Regions from separate parts of the Ovis canadensis genome. Here region 2 is linked to region 1. Evidence: chromatin contacts called from public Hi-C data. All regions are on one chromosome and are shown on one strand. Each heading gives the region's core, a stretch centred on a gene start, on an enhancer-like site or on the middle of the called end of the contact. The rest is flanking DNA. Distances are from core to core; before and after follow the strand shown. Region 1 overlaps LDLR (low density lipoprotein receptor). Region 2 holds the start of KANK2 (KN motif and ankyrin repeat domains 2).

What was found. A called contact is a pair of places that touch in the nucleus more often than the background predicts.
Region 2: a Hi-C map of fibroblasts shows a contact between it and region 1, with 3 times the contacts expected there. The contact joins the promoter of KANK2 here to the enhancer-like site in region 1. A contact is called at or near these places in 2 of 2 Hi-C or Micro-C datasets (fibroblasts and lung).

The regions. Positions count from the first base shown.
Region 1 is chr5:28,270,566-28,277,952 of ARS-UI_OviCan_v2, reverse strand. LDLR (low density lipoprotein receptor) reads right to left here. Exons shown (of 18, transcript XM_069591128.1): 18 at 7,369-7,387. Among named protein-coding and RNA genes, the nearest start is that of SPC24, 11 kb to the left of the region's middle. Within about 2 kb of position 4,267, the one cell type or tissue checked has open chromatin away from gene starts, as enhancers often do. A contact at or near this core is called in fibroblasts, where this site is marked.
Region 2 is chr5:28,318,111-28,325,497 of ARS-UI_OviCan_v2, reverse strand. KANK2 (KN motif and ankyrin repeat domains 2) reads left to right here and starts at 3,396. Exons shown (of 13, transcript XM_069591130.1): 1 at 3,396-3,493; 2 at 5,132-5,351; 3 at 6,317-6,432; 4 at 6,911-7,387. The coding sequence starts at 6,396. It overlaps DOCK6 (dedicator of cytokinesis 6), which reads left to right. Exons shown (of 48, transcript XR_011257182.1): 44 at 259-495; 45 at 836-979; 46 at 1,075-1,181; 47 at 1,858-2,019; 48 at 2,502-2,745.

The DNA.
Region 1 (7,387 bases), core at 3,018-5,517:
GAGGTGCTACTACCAGTAAAAGTTTATGGCCAGCCTCCCTACCTGTCTGAGGGCAGCAAGTGAGAAGCAGGGTCCCTTTGCTGTCAAGTGCTTCCTGGATACAGCTTTGCCTAAAGCCAGTAGATTCAGCAGTTACATGAATTTCTGGGTGTTGGCTTTTGTGCACCTCTGTACAACTTACAATAAGTACAATTTGTATTTCTTGATCAGAGAAGGACATTTCTAGGCAGAAGGAACAGTAAGTTCTAGCAGCACCTGAGTACATCAAATGGGCACTAGAAATAGTTCATTCCCGTACCCCTTGGAGGTCCTAGGGCAAGTAATCCTGCCTGTTGGGTCCAGGAGATAGACCCCAAAAAGGGGTTACTAGTGTCACTGAAATGCAAGCATCCCAAGGCCATATGGCTCACAAGTTTCCCAGAACTTCAGAGGCCCTGCTTTAATGCCGAGGGCCTGGCTTTACATATTCAAGGCTATGTTCCCATAAGCCCTCCTGGGCTGTTTTCATTTTCAAGGTTGGCAGAGTTGTTTTATGATGTGAAAAAGAAGCAGAGCCCTGCATTGGTACCTTTGGCCTCCAAAGGGCAAAAGACTTGACCTAGGCCAGGGTTTTCCTGCCTCAGCCTTTGCAGTGCTGGGGCCAGTCACTCTGCTGGGGGCTGTCCTGAACATCATAGGATAACCCTGGCCTCCACCCTGTAGATACTGGGAGCCAACCCCTGTCCTAAAAACCCTGGGGGTTGGTGATGGGGTCGGACCTACTGAGGGCTGTGTCCTGCTGACACAGCCAGCCTCCACCTGCTCCCCTGCAGGAGTGAAGGTGCCAGGAGGGCTCCCTGCCCTGAGAGGACTGAGGCCCAGCCGAGGGTCCCAGGGCTGGCAGAGAAGTGTATTTCCCTCTAGTTCAGATTTATGGGCATAGAGTCCCTAGGAGAGAAAGCTGGTGATGGAAGGCAGATACAGTTAAAGGCAAAGTTTTCTCTGGGCCCCAGCTCAGGGCCCGAGCCCCTTCCCCAGGGATCTGCTCCCCTGCCATAATCACAGCCCCCTCCAAGCAGTGGCTTTTTTCGGGGAGGGGCCTAGGAGGCATTGCCTGCCTGCCCAGAACTCAGTGACCAAGAAGAAGGACATTTGACATTTGAAGGAGGCTGTATGGACAAGATTCAGAGGGGCCATGTCCAATCTCCCCAGGCAGCCCCCTGAGACCAGCCCAAGGAGTGAGCAAGGGGGTGAGGCATGCAGCCCAGTGGGGCCCGATGGGCGGGTTCAGGGAGGTGCCTGAGCTCACAGGGGCCGGGGAGGCCCTGGCCCTCTGCATGCCTGGGCCCTGACTCACTGCCCAGCACTGGCCAGACGCCCGGATGGCCTTGGCCCACGGCCTCCAGCCTGCACCCCCACCCCCGCCCCGCCTGCCCTCCCTCTGAGAGCCAGCCCATCAGCAGCCTTTTCCCAGATTATGGAGGCTGGCTAGGGGCACGTTGAACACTAGGCCAGCTTTGATGGGGGTGCAGGATCAGCTTCCCCCCTACCACCAGGAAGGGAGCACAGAACCCAAACCTTGGTGCCCCCAGAACTGAGACTTGACCCCACACACCCACCCCGTTCCTCTTCTGGCATCCCCTCAGCCCAGCACCACCCCAAGCTGGTGAGGGGGATCCATTTTACAGGTAGGAAAACCGAGGCACAGCTTGGTCCAGTCAGTTGCCCAAAGTCACAGTGACACCCCCTCTCTGGGAGGCTGAATCCAGCAGGGGCCCCCCAGGGTCCATGGAGGAGAGAGACTCTTGGCTCTATAGATGAGAAATGGACTCAGGCGCCTGCCTCTTATCCAAGGCTACCCAGGTGGAAAGAGACCAAGAACTGGAACTCAAGCCTGTCCTTGGTAGAGCCCTGCCAGGCAACAGAGCACTTGAAGTCCTTAGTAATCAGTGGTTGCTGGTCCGGTATCCACACACCTGGCCAACCTGGCTTTTTTTTTTGCCTAGAGACAACACAGCTAACATTTCAATGACTGTCTTTCAATCCGTTTTCTATGCTTTCGTAAATTTTTATATAACTGACATCTCAGAAAGTAATGTTTGAAGACTGCTTTAAAACACTAAAGTTACATTGCTAAACGCTAATTCGCCTCAGTTGTGTCTGACTCTTTGCGACCCCATGGACTGTAGCCCACTGAGCTCCTCTGTCCATGGAATTCTCCAGGCAAGAATTCTAGAGTGGGTTGCCATTTCCTACTCTAGGGGATCTTCCTGACCCAGGGATTGAACCCATATCTCTTACGCAACCTGGCTTTTAATTGGTGTTTCTGGAGAAAATAGGCAAGGGTATATGGAGTGGAGAGGCTGACCGAACCTCTCACCTGGACCTCTGGCAACCTTGATGGGCTGAGGCTGGGGAGAGGCTGGGAAGATTGACCGCAAGGGATCAATAGAGACACGACAGTGCGTGGACCACCCCCAGGAAGGCTCTAGGACCTCCTGGTGGCCTCCTCACGTGCCTCAGCAGTGTGCAGCGGACATCTGTGACCTGTCAGGCCCCCTCCAGGGAGCCACACTACTGTGGAGGCCATGAGCAGGTGCTGTGTGCTGGACCCCAGTGTCCTGCAGTGATGGAACCAAGGCACAGTGAAGGTAAGCTGCTCACGAACGGCGTCACAGCTGATGAAGGCAGAGCCTCCTGGAGGCCCCTGGGAGCAGGAGTAATTTGAGCCCAGACAGACCTGAGCCCCCAGGGGACAAAAGTATGGAGACAGTGACCCAGGCAGAGGCAACAGCAAGTACAAAGGTTCAGAGACAGCAAAGAGGCCAGCAAGGAGAGAATGAGAGGCCATGGGGCTGGATCAAGCCAGGCCTGCAGTCCACAGTGAGATATGAGGATTTTCAGATTCCGGGGGTGGGGTGGGGGAGCTCAGAGTTGGGGCTTGGGAAGGGAGAGTCTGACACTGCCCTCTTGGCACAGGTCATGGTGCAGAGGCCCAGCCGACTAGGGGAATGGATTTGCTTTGAACCCCCAAGCTCCCAGCCTTCTGCCCAGTCATAGGCACAGCTTGGGAGAGGAGGCTGTGATGTAAGCAGAGCAGCTGTGCCGGGGAGGGTGGAGCCCCTCCACGGAGGGCAGGAGTCAGAGCTGAAACCTGAGCTGCCTGGAGGGGAGGCTGGACAGGACCCAGGAGTCCTGGGGGCTGTTCCCCCGCTTCTCAATTCCACTCCACACCATGGGGTGGGTGATGTGACCTGTATTTGCTCAAATTCCAACTCTCAGCCGCTCTCATCTCCTCATCACTGAGGGAATTCACTGCCTAGAGGAGGGGGGGCCCTGCCCCCCACCATGGGGGAGGGGCCGGCATGAGGACAGCTCTCCCCCCTCCCTGCCTTCCCCTCTTTCCTCCCACGGACCTGGGCTCAGCCCCGCAGGCTCCAGCCTGACTCACCACAGGCAGCTGTGGTTTCAGATGCCTGTGGGGGCTGGGGGTTGGGGGTGGAGGCAGCAGAGGATGTCAATTGGGGTGTCAGGCTTGGAGGAGCAAATTCCTCCCACTACCCGGCTGGTGTTGGTCGGAGCTGTTGAGCCTCTTGGAGAGGCGGGAGTTCAGAGTCACCTGCCCACACCCTGTCCCCAGGGACAGCAGCTCCCAAGCTCCAGTCTGCTCCCCACCCCTTTGGGGGAGCCCACAGACTAACTCCAAGCAGCCGGCCAGCTGCCCCTCATCTTACTTGAGTGACAACCACGCCTTTCTCCAGGGGACCCCCTGTGAGCCCAGAGAGGTTCACCACCACGGCCTTGCCTTTTAGGATGCCGCTATTGAAGGATAAAAAGGCAGGGCATCCAGGTCTCGCCAGAAGCTTGAGACCCAAGCTCAGTGACCCCCGCCTCCCATTTCCCGTCTGTAAAATGGGCTCTGGGCCTGGCCCCTCCTTCGGCCGCCACAGAGAGGCTGCAGACAGTTAATCCCCAAGAAGGGTCTGCTCTTATTTTTCCTGACACTCTAACCCTGTGTGTGTCTCACACTCACTGGCAAGCTGGGGGCGCCGAGGAAGGATTTCAGTTACTACTCCCTCCGTCAACAGAAAACTGCCCAAGCCAGGGATCAGCAACTTCCATCACCTCCAGTCTCTCCCAGGCTCTCCCTCTGCCCGGGGACCACCCCACCACCACCAAGTCCTGCCCACCCTCCCCACTCAGCGCTCTCGGCCACTGCCTGGCCCCTCCCGCGCGCCCGGGCTGTTCAGGCTCATTTGTCCGGTTTGCCACGCGGCTGAGCATGGAGTCAGTCAATCAACCAATTATCGAGCGCCCGCCTGCAGGCCCCGGACGCTTCCTGTGCGGTCCGCTCAGCTCTCGCCCCCAGAGGCAGTTTGGAACCTTCCCAAGACAAAAGGTGGAAGGAAGGAAGGAAGTGCCACCCTGTGGACACAGAAAAGATCGCAGTCCCGGCTGTTCCCGGTGCTTCCCTCTGCCACCGCTACACCCGCCACCCGCGGAGCCCGGGAGGCGGGGATTAGCATCTCCCGGTTTGCAGGTGGGGAAACGGAGGCTCGGATGGGTCCAAAGTCACCCAACTCAAGCCAGTCTGCACCCTTTCCCACCCACTGCCTCCATACTCCGGGTCCTCTGCCCTTGGGCCAGGTCTTGCAGGGAACCCTGTTTCCCACGTCCTACTGGGTTCAGCACAAAGGGGCGCTGGCGGGAGGGGGGGCGCTGGCGGGAGGCGGGGCCTGGAGGAGGGGAGAGGCTGGACTCTCCTCTCTCTGTGCCTTGGACTGGTCTCCTCCCAGCTCCCACAATTCCTGGGCTCCAGCAATGCCACCCCTTCTGCTGTTATTTCTGGATGCCTCATTGTCCCCGCATTTGGTCTTTTTTTTTTTTTTTTTTTGCCTGTGCTGTGCAGCACACGGGATCTTAGTTCCCGGACCAAGGATTCACCTGTGTCCTGTGTAGTGAAATCTCTGAGTTCCTAACCACAGGACCCTCAAGAGAAGTCCTATTTGGATGAGCCGGATCTTTAGTTGAAGCATGTGGAATCTAGTTCCCTGACCAAGCATGATACCCAGGCTCCCTGTGTTGGAAGCACGGGGTCTTAGCCTCTGGACCACCAAGGCAGCCCTGAAGTTTACCATCTTAACCAAATTAAAGTGTGCAGTTCAGCAGCGTTCAGCACATTTGCTTTGTTGTGCAACCTTGCTCACCATCCAGCTCTTTGCTCCTGCAAAACTGAAAGCCTGTACCCATTAAGCACCAACTTCCCCTCCTCCTCCCCCAGCCCCAGGCACCCACTTTCTGTCCTACTTTCTGTTTCTGGGAATTTGACTGCACTGGGAACTTCAAGGACAGCAAGGAGATCAAACCAGTCAATCCTAAAGGAAATCAACCCTGCGTATTCATTGGAAGGCCTGCTGCTTGAAGCTGGAGCTCCAGTCATGATGCGAAGAGCTGACTCATTGGAAAAGACCCTGATGTTGGGAAAGATTGAGGGCAAGAGGAGAAGGAAGCAGGCACCAGAGGATGAGATGATTGGATGGCATCACTGATTCAATGGATATGAGTTTGAGCAAACTCTGGGAGACAGTAAAGGACAAGGAAGCCTGGCGTGCTGTAGTCCATGGGGTCACAAAGAGTTGGACATAACTGAGCAACTGAACAACAAGGGACTTCATATAAGTGGAATTATACAGTAATTATCTTTTTGGATCTGGCCAATTTCCTTTAGACAATGTCCTGGAGATTCATCCATTTAGAGCACGTTTCAGAACTTTCTTCCTTTTTCAGGCTGGATAATAGTCCGCTCTGTATATACACATTGTATTCATGCATTCACCTACAGATGGAACTTGTGTTTGTTCCTTTTTTTGGCTCTTGTGAATAATACTATGAACACGAGTGTGCAAATATCAAAATCCCTGATTTCAATTGCCGGATCACATGGTAGTTTTATTTCTTTTTTAAAATTTGGCTGTGCCTGGTCTTAGTTGCGGCATGAAGGATCTTTAGTCGAGGTGTGTGGGATCTTAGTTCCCTGATCAGGGATCGAACTGCACCTCCTACCTTGGAACCACAGGATCTTAATCACTGGACCATCAGGGAAGCCTTGTTTTTTTTGTTTTTAATCACAGCCATATGAATGGCTTGTAGGTGGCATCTCATCATGGTTTGTCCCATTTAGTCTTTTATGCTTAGTTCCTTGTATTTTTTTCCCTATCCAATAATCTGCTGTGTTCTTGTTTCCCACTTGAAACGCCAGTACTATCTGTGGCTTGACTGCCACACCTGAAGATAGTGTTCTGAAATGCCCTTGAGGTCAGACTCAGGTAAAGCTGGGATGCACAAGAGACTCGGGGTGCAGGGGACTGAGGAGAGTGCAGTCCACGTACCCCAATGTCTATGGCTCTGGACAAATGTTATCACAATGAAGCCAGATTTGTGATGTGAAACCTCTCTATTTCTATCTTAGCAATGAATTTAATAGAATTAAATTCAGGAAAAAAGGTTTCGTTGTTTTTTTTCAAAGGAGAAGGATGGGGAGGAGGAATAGTTAGAGAGTTTGGAATGGACATGTACACACTGCTATGTTTAAGATGAATAACCAACGAGGACCTACCATGTAGCTTAGGGAACTCTGTTCAATGTTATGTGACAGCCTGTATGGGAGGGGAGTTTGGGGGAGAATGGATACATATGTGTGTATGGCTGAGTCCCTTTGCTGTCCACCTGAAACTATTACAACATTGTTAATCAGCTCTACTCCAATATAAAATTTAAAAGTGAAAGTGTTAGTCGCTCAGTTGTGTCCAACTCTTTGTGACCCCATGGACTGTAGCCCTTCAGGCTCCTGTCCATGGAATTCTCCAGGCACACTAGAGTGGGTAGCCATTCCCTTCTCCAAGGGATCTTCCCAACCCAGGGATAGAACCTGCATTGGAGGCAGATTCTTAAAAAGTTAAAGAGAATCCTTTCCTGACACCTCCCCCACCTCATATAAAAGAGCCTCTTGCCAGTCAGTTCTGTCTCATTATCTTTTTAAATATCCTTCTAGAATAATCTTTTAAAGTAATTTTTTGTATCTGTTTCCTCTTCTAAAATGTCATCTCCTTGAGGGCATAGACTCTTACTGCAGTGTCCCACACTCCTTGAACATGAACTGGCACACAAGGGGTGCCCAATATTTGTTGAATGAGTGAATAAGCAGGAAATTTAGCAAAACTTCAGTTCAGCACCCAGCAGAGCTGCTCCCCAGCTGAGCACAATATCCCCTTAGAGGCTGCAGCCTGTGTTGACGCTGTAGGAAAATATTCCCTTTCCAGATCCTTCTCCCTGGGGGTAGTCTTGTCCATCAACAGATGGAGGGAGCCAGAGAAAGGCAGAAGAAAGCACTTCCGGTTTAGTCAAATAC
Region 2 (7,387 bases), core at 2,147-4,646, 48 kb before region 1:
GTGGGTGGCCATTTCCTTCTCCAGGGGATCTTCCCAACCCAGGGATTGAGCCCTGGTCTGCATTGCAGGCAGATTCTTTACTGTCTGAGCCACCAGAAAAGCCCCAGTTGAGACATAGGGAGACTTGAGAACCCAAAGCCTGCAGACCCAGGGAGGCTCAACCCCCTTTCTGCAGGGATGGGGCCCCTGTGGGAGGCCAGCAAACCCCAGCTGTGTGTGTTGGGGCTGAAACCCTTACCCCTGGGCCCCGCACCCCAGGCCTACATCCAGATCACATACGTGGAGCCGCACTTTGACACCTATGAGCTCAAGGACCGGGTGACCTACTTCGACCGCAACTATGGGCTGCGAACCTTCCTGTTTTGCACACCCTTCACGCCAGACGGGCGTGCTCACGGCGAACTGCCAGAGCAGCATAAGCGCAAGACACTGCTGAGCACGGCCCACGCCTTCCCCTACATCAAGACCCGAATCCGTGTTTGCCACCGGGAGGAGGTGGGTGGTCAGGGGCGGCCCAGGGAGTGGGGAGGTCAAGAGACCCCAGACCAAGGGAGGCAGGGGACCCCCAAATTCCAACCTCCAGGCCCTAGTCAGCAGACTAAAACCCCTCCCTCCAGACCTCACTGACCCAAGTCTGGACTAGAACCAGGCCAGAGTTAGCAACAGCACGCCAAAAGCAGCTGAACCTTGACCCTTACCCTGCCAGACCCAGTTCCTTACACAGGCTCTTGGACCCCTATGAACCCCCAGTCAAGATCCAAGCTGCCACAGGCTGGTTTGGGTCAGGGCATCTCCAGGCCCCACCCAGTGATGCATGCCCATCCCTACCCCACAGACGGTGCTGACCCCAGTGGAGGTGGCCATCGAGGACATGCAAAAGAAGACTCGGGAGCTGGCCTTCGCCACTGAGCAGGACCCTCCTGATGCCAAGATGCTGCAGATGGTGCTGCAGGGCTCTGTGGGGCCCACTGTGAACCAGGCACGGCTGGCAGGGGAAGCAGTCTGCCCAAAGCCCCAGGAGGGGCAGGGGGTGGTGGAATGCAGACGGCTTCATGAGCCCCTGTCACCCCACAGGGACCTCTGGAGGTAGCCCAGGTGTTTCTGGCAGAGATCCCAGAAGACCCCAAGCTCTTTAGGCATCACAACAAGCTGCGGCTCTGTTTCAAAGACTTCTGCAAAAAGTAGGCCTGACCCCATCCCCGGACAGGGCCCCTCTAACCAGCCCCCTATTATGACTCTCTGCCTACCTGACTCCCCAGTACAGCCAGTCTGTCAACCTGACCCGCCTTTATGGCCTCTCTGATTTCCATTAAGTCATGTCCCTCATCTGACTCAGTGGACATGAGTTTGAGCAAGCTCCAGGAGATGGTGAAGGATAGGGAAGCTTGGTATGCTGCAATCCATGGGGCTGCAGAGAGTCAGACACGACTGAGTGAACAACAATATATCCACCTATCAGACCCCCATTATTACTCCTCTGCATGCCTGATCCCAGTTCATGGCCTCCTCACCGCTCATTTTTTTAATCCTTTTTTTTTGGTTGCACTGGGTCTTCATTGCTGCACGCAGGCTTTCTCTAGTTGTGGCAAGTGGGGGTTACCCTTGTGTGTGGGCTTCTCACTGCGATGGCTTCTCGGTGCGGAGCACAGGCTTTAGGGCCCACTGGCTTCATCAGTTGCAGCGCGTGGACTCAGTCATTGCAGTGTGCTGCTCTACAGCCTGTGGACTTCAGTAGTTGTGGCGCCTGGGCTTGCTTAGTTGCTCCACAGCATGTGGAATCTTCCCAGACCAGGGATCAAACCCAGGTCCCCTGCACTGGCAGGCGGATTCTTTACCACTGAGCCATCTGGTCCTCAGGTGTGAGGATGCGCTGCGGAAGAACAAAGCCCTGATTGGGCCGGACCAGAAGGAGTACCATCGGGAACTGGAGCGCAACTATTCCCGCCTACGGGAGGCTCTGCAGCCTTTGCTTACCCAACGCCTGCCCCAGCTGCTGGCACCAAACACAGCCGGCCTCAGGTGCCTAACCCGAGTCCCCCGCCCACCCCAGAGAGGGCGAGATGGGGCAGGCAAAGCCCGGCAGAGTGTGGGGGCTACCATATGTGTGCCCATCAACACAGGTGCTTGGGGCTTTGCACGTGCTTGTGAACACTTGCACATGTACATAATATTCAAGCTCTGAGCCACCATTTCTGATCCTAGCTAGGTTATTTCTCAGGCATGTGACTTCATTTTTCTGAGCCTCAGTTTCCACATCTGTCAAAGGGGTATGATTCATATCTCCAGTGGTGGATTTTATGAAGGAATCTCCAGTTCCACGGCTGGATCAGAACCAACCTTAAAGGAGTCAGGATGACCATAGAAGGATCTTGGGAGGGGGAGGGGGAGGAGGGGAAGGAAAGTAGTGGGAGGCAGAGGAGGAGGTGATGGCTGGAGAGCATTATGGAATTGGGGACCATGTGCCCGTGTTGATCTGCTTCATTCCCCCCCCCCCCCCCCAGGAACTCCTTGAACAGAGCAAGTTTCCGGAAGACTGACCTCTGAGCCCACAGGGCCTGGAGCCACTCCCAGAGGAACCAGGACCCTGGCCTCAGCTACCTGTGCCTTCCTGATAGTCTCTCCCACTGCCCACTTGGCTGTGAGGCGCCCACATCGTGCACAGGGCTGGGCCCTCTGTTCCTCTGTTCTCATCTGTGTGCACTGATGCTTCTTGTCTTTTCTAATTTAAAATGGTTTTTGTAAACAGCCTGTGTGGTGTGGTCCCTGGGGGCTGGGTCCCAGGTGCATACTCGACCTAATTGTTGATGACAGACACTGAGAACTAGTTGGGTGCAACAGACAGCAGTGACGACCCATGCAAGTTCTTGCCCTTGTAGAGCTGACATTCTAGTGGGGAGGGCAACACAAATGACAATGTCATGTGTGTTCATGGGGAATAATAGTGACATTTGTTAAGCCCTTGCCCAGAGCCCAGATCTGTATAATTGCCACCCAGAAAGACACTGTCCCATCTATGGGCCTGGCTGCATGAGGGACAGCCTGCTTCATGGTTACAGAATCATCTCAACACCACTGTCAGGCAGGCAGCATTCTTATCCCGGTTTACAGATGGGGAAACTGAGGCAGCCAGTAGTTATAGGCTTGGTGCTGTTGAAGTTGGAAACCAAATTTGGCTGGCCATGGAGCCCAGGCCTTGGCTGAGGTCTGCGGCCTCACGCTGACCCACCCCTCCCTTCCCGCCCCGCGGTGGTCACGTCACTGTACCAGGCCTGCGCTGGGCGGCTGGGGGAGGGGTGACCTCCCGCAGTCACCAGCACCGCCGCCGCCCGCCCTCCAGGAGCTGGACCCCGGCCAGCCCCGCCCCCTCCCGCCCCCCTCAGCCGCCCAGCTGCAGCGGGCAGGGGAAGACAGCAGTAAGGGAACACTGTCCCAGGGACTGGAGGAGGGGGCGAGGCCGGACACCCGCACGCGCGCACACACACCTGCCGTCCAGGTGCGATCGTGTCCCTTACCATCCCCCTCCACGTTGGCCCGGCCGCAGGCGACAGGGGGCGGGGCCTGCCCCGAGGGGGCGGGGCGGGGCGGGGCGGGGCTACCGCCGAGGGCTGGTCGGGCGGGCGGTGGCGGAGGGCGCACGGGCGGCGGGACGCTGGGACAGCGGCGGCCGGAGCGCGCGAGGCGAGTAGGACCCGAGTTGGGTCGGGGTTCGAGTCCGGTTCTGGGTTCGAGCGTGGTCCCCACCCCACCTTACCCCACCCCATCCCACTCTCAAGCCCGGGGCGCGATCTCTCCGGTCTCTACTAGCCGCTGGCTGCCTCCAGCTCCATCATCTATGCGCAAACTTTCCAGACTTGAGAGTGTCGCGGTCCCCGCGCCTCTGCTCGGTCCTAATCTTTGCTCCTGTCCGTGCTGGTCTCTCCTAACCCCATCCTCCATCCGTACCTCCCTATCCCTTCGCCCCATCACTGCCTCCCCGTTGCCCCTCTCCCCTGTCTCCATCCTTTCTGCCTCTGTCCCGTCCCCCTCCTCCCTCCGTTGTCCTCCCTCTCTTGTCCTCCCTCGCCCTCCTCCGTAGCCGGGCCGGAGCCAGGCCCCAGGCGGCGGGAAGGCGGCCGGGCGTCCGGCTGGGCTGGGCCTCGGCCTAGCGGCTGGGCCGGCGTGGGGAGCTGCAGCTGTTTGCCATTAGCTGGGGACCCCGCAGGCCCCGCCCCCTCCCTGCACGGGGCGGGGTCCTCCTCGCCCCCGTCTTTGGGCCGTGGAGAGGAGCGAGAAGACCCCAGAGACGTTCAGGCTGGCCTGGGGCGGGGGCTTTAGGGAGACCCCGTTGGACATTCGGGCCGCCTCCCTGGGACCCCGCGTTACTTCCCTGAGCCACCTACCTGTCCCCTCGTGGAGTGGCCTGTCTCCCTTTCCATATCTCTCTGTCCTGTCTCGAGTACTCGCCATGCTCCAGGGAAGGTGAGCCACAGACACCCACCACCACTACCCTTTCCCCCACCATCTGCTTTCTCCACCTTTAGCCAGTCACCGACCCACATGGAGCATGGTCACATGGCTTCAGACCTCAGTTTCTGCCTGGAATATGGGGATGTGGGTGGCTTGGCTGGCAGTGAGGGGAATCTACCAAGCTAAGGATTCAAATCCAGACCCAGCTATTTCCTCGGGCTAAGTGACCCTGGGCAAGTCACTGTGTATTTCTTTCTTTTTATTTTGGCAGCCCCACATGGTATGTGGTATCTTAGTTCCCCGACCAGGGATCGAACCCATGCACCCTACATTGGAAGTATGGAGTTGTAACCATTGGGTCGCCAGGGAAGTCCCCATTGTGTGTTTCTGTGTCCCAAAACACTTCATCTTACCCAAGACACCGTAATACACGGTGATAACTACCCCCTGGGAGGGTTGTCATGATGATCAAAGGAGTTGCCTGGATGATAATGATAGTTATACTATTATTCACCCCACCCCCTTCACCTCCAGGGGTCTCCACAGGGGTACCATTTCTGCTTCCTGCCTCTAGTCTCTCTCAGGTTCCCAGAAAATATTTTCAATCACTTTCCTGTTGTGCAGGGGGTGACCCTTCAGGCAGGTGGAAAGCCAGGTTTCCTACAATTGGATGACTGTGTTCCAGGCACTGAAAGAAGGAGAAGTGAGGACAGAGACGTAGAGAGACAGGGCGGGAGAAGTGCAGAGAGACAGAGACGTGGAGAGACAGAGAGAGACGTGGAGAGAGACAAGCAAGAGGCTAAGCAAGGAGGACGTAAGACAAGACAAGCTCAAGCTCGGCTGCCCCTGAAGCTCCGGCCCCGCCTTCATGCCCAGCAGGTGCTCCACCTGGCCCATCCTCCCAGGTACCCACTGCCGTGGCACCACAACCTGAAAAGGGTGGGGTGGGCCGGAACCTCTGCAGCAGGGTGGTTAGAGGTCAGACAGCAGAAAGGACTGGCCAAACTCGGTCAGAGCAGGGGACAGAAGTACCCGGGGACAGAAGTACCCTGGCCATCCTCCAGGTCTGGGGGTGCAGGTTAGTGAGAGGCCCTGATTGTCTTTCCCCTTTCCAGCCTCAGGCGCCCCCTCTCACTTCCTCCCCCCACCCCCGTGACTTCCGGGGCCTCCACCCGCCTTCTATCCTTGCTGCGCCCCCGAGCCCCCAGCCGGACACATCCTGGGGGGGCGGGGGGGTGAGCAGGAAGTTCTCGTGTAGCTCGGCAGCGAAACTGTTTATTTTTAGAGAAAATTGTTTCCATAAAGGGGAAAGGCTTTGCTCCTTGCTGCTTCCCCCCAACTTTCCCTACCAGCCCCCCGCCACTGCCCAGGCTGACCCAGCTCTGTTTGCGGGTCTCCTACCCTGAGCTCCGTTTCTCTTTGTGCCCCTGGGTCTCTGTCTCCGGCTGGCTGTCTCCCCATTAGTGCACCCATCTGCCCACCTAAGCGCCCATCTGTCCTGGTAACCAGTTCTTGCCTGGGCTGAGGGGAGGGGGCACAGGAAGGGTGGCGGCTGTCGGACTTCAGCACCCCATCCCCCCCGCCCCTGGTGGGGGGCTTTGTGGAGGCGGGGCTGTGGGAACAGCTGGAGCCTGTCCAGGGGCTGGACAGATGTGCGGGCAGACCGTGAGGTTTGGTTTCTTTGTTCCAGGCTGTGGGCGCCCCCCTCAACCCTTTCCACAATCAGGATGGGTGTATGCCTGTGAGAGGGTCCCACGCCCAGGGAAAGAGGGAAGTTGGGGGGGAAGGGACAGTGGGCAGGGGTGGCCACCTCCCCTCCTGCAGACTCCTGACTCTGGGTGTCATCACACCCTCTTCACCCTCTTTCCAGGTAAACCTCAGCCGGTGCTGCAGGTAGTCTGACTCACAGTGCCCCCCCGAGACACCTGAGGAGCTCTGCAGGCAAGAGGATGGCCCAGGTCCTGCACGTGTCAGCCCCCTTCCCAGGTCAGGGATCTCGTGGGGAAGAGGGCCCAGCCTTGGGGTTGGAGGTGGGGCGTGAGGGACACAGGCCAGGTCCTGTGTGGCCTGGAGGAGAGAAGGGGGCCTGACTTGAGTGGGGCTGAGGGTAGCACACAGCTCTATCCTGAGAGCCTGAATGGGGACAACTCGGTTCTGCCCTCGACAGTCTAATGGAAGAGACAGGGTTTTTCAGGAAAGGAGGTTAGTCTGAGTTGGGAGACAGGGTCCTGACTCATTTGGGAGGTTGGAAGCACAGCCCTGCCCTGGGAGGGTCCAAGGGGGACGCAAGGCCTTGCCTTAGGCTGGGGAGGTGGGGAGGGGTCTGAGGCTTACAGCTGAGCATTGAGGAGCCAGTGGCGTCCCATCCTTTGGGCCAATAAGCCATGACTCACCCAGGTGCATCAGTTTGCCCCCAGGAGGGGACCACAGTGTTCAGAGGTGCTGGCTTTTCTCTCTACCTCAGGGACCCCCGGCCCAGCCTCCCCGCCTGCCTTCCCCTCTAAAGAGCCTGAGGTCCCCTACTCGGTGGAGACGCCCTACGGCTACCGCCTAGACCTGGACTTTCTCAAGTACGTGGATGACATCGAGAAGGGCCACACGCTGCGGCGGGTGGCCGTGCAGCGCCGGCCCCGCCTGGGCTCCCTGCCCCGTGGGCCCGGCTCCTGGTGGACGTCCACCGAGTCTCTGTGCTCCAATGCCAGCGGGGACAGCCGCCACTCGGCCTACTCCTACTGCGGCCGTGGCTTCTACCCACAGTATGGCGCCCTGGAGACACGCGGTGGCTTCAACCCGCGAGTGGAGCGCACGCTACTGGACGCCCGTCGCCGCCTGGAGGACCAGGCAGCCGCCCCTGCCGGTCTGGGCTCCCTGACCCCCAGCGCGGCCGGCTCGACGAGCTCACTGGTGGGCGTGGGGCTGCCACCCCCGACACCACGGGGAT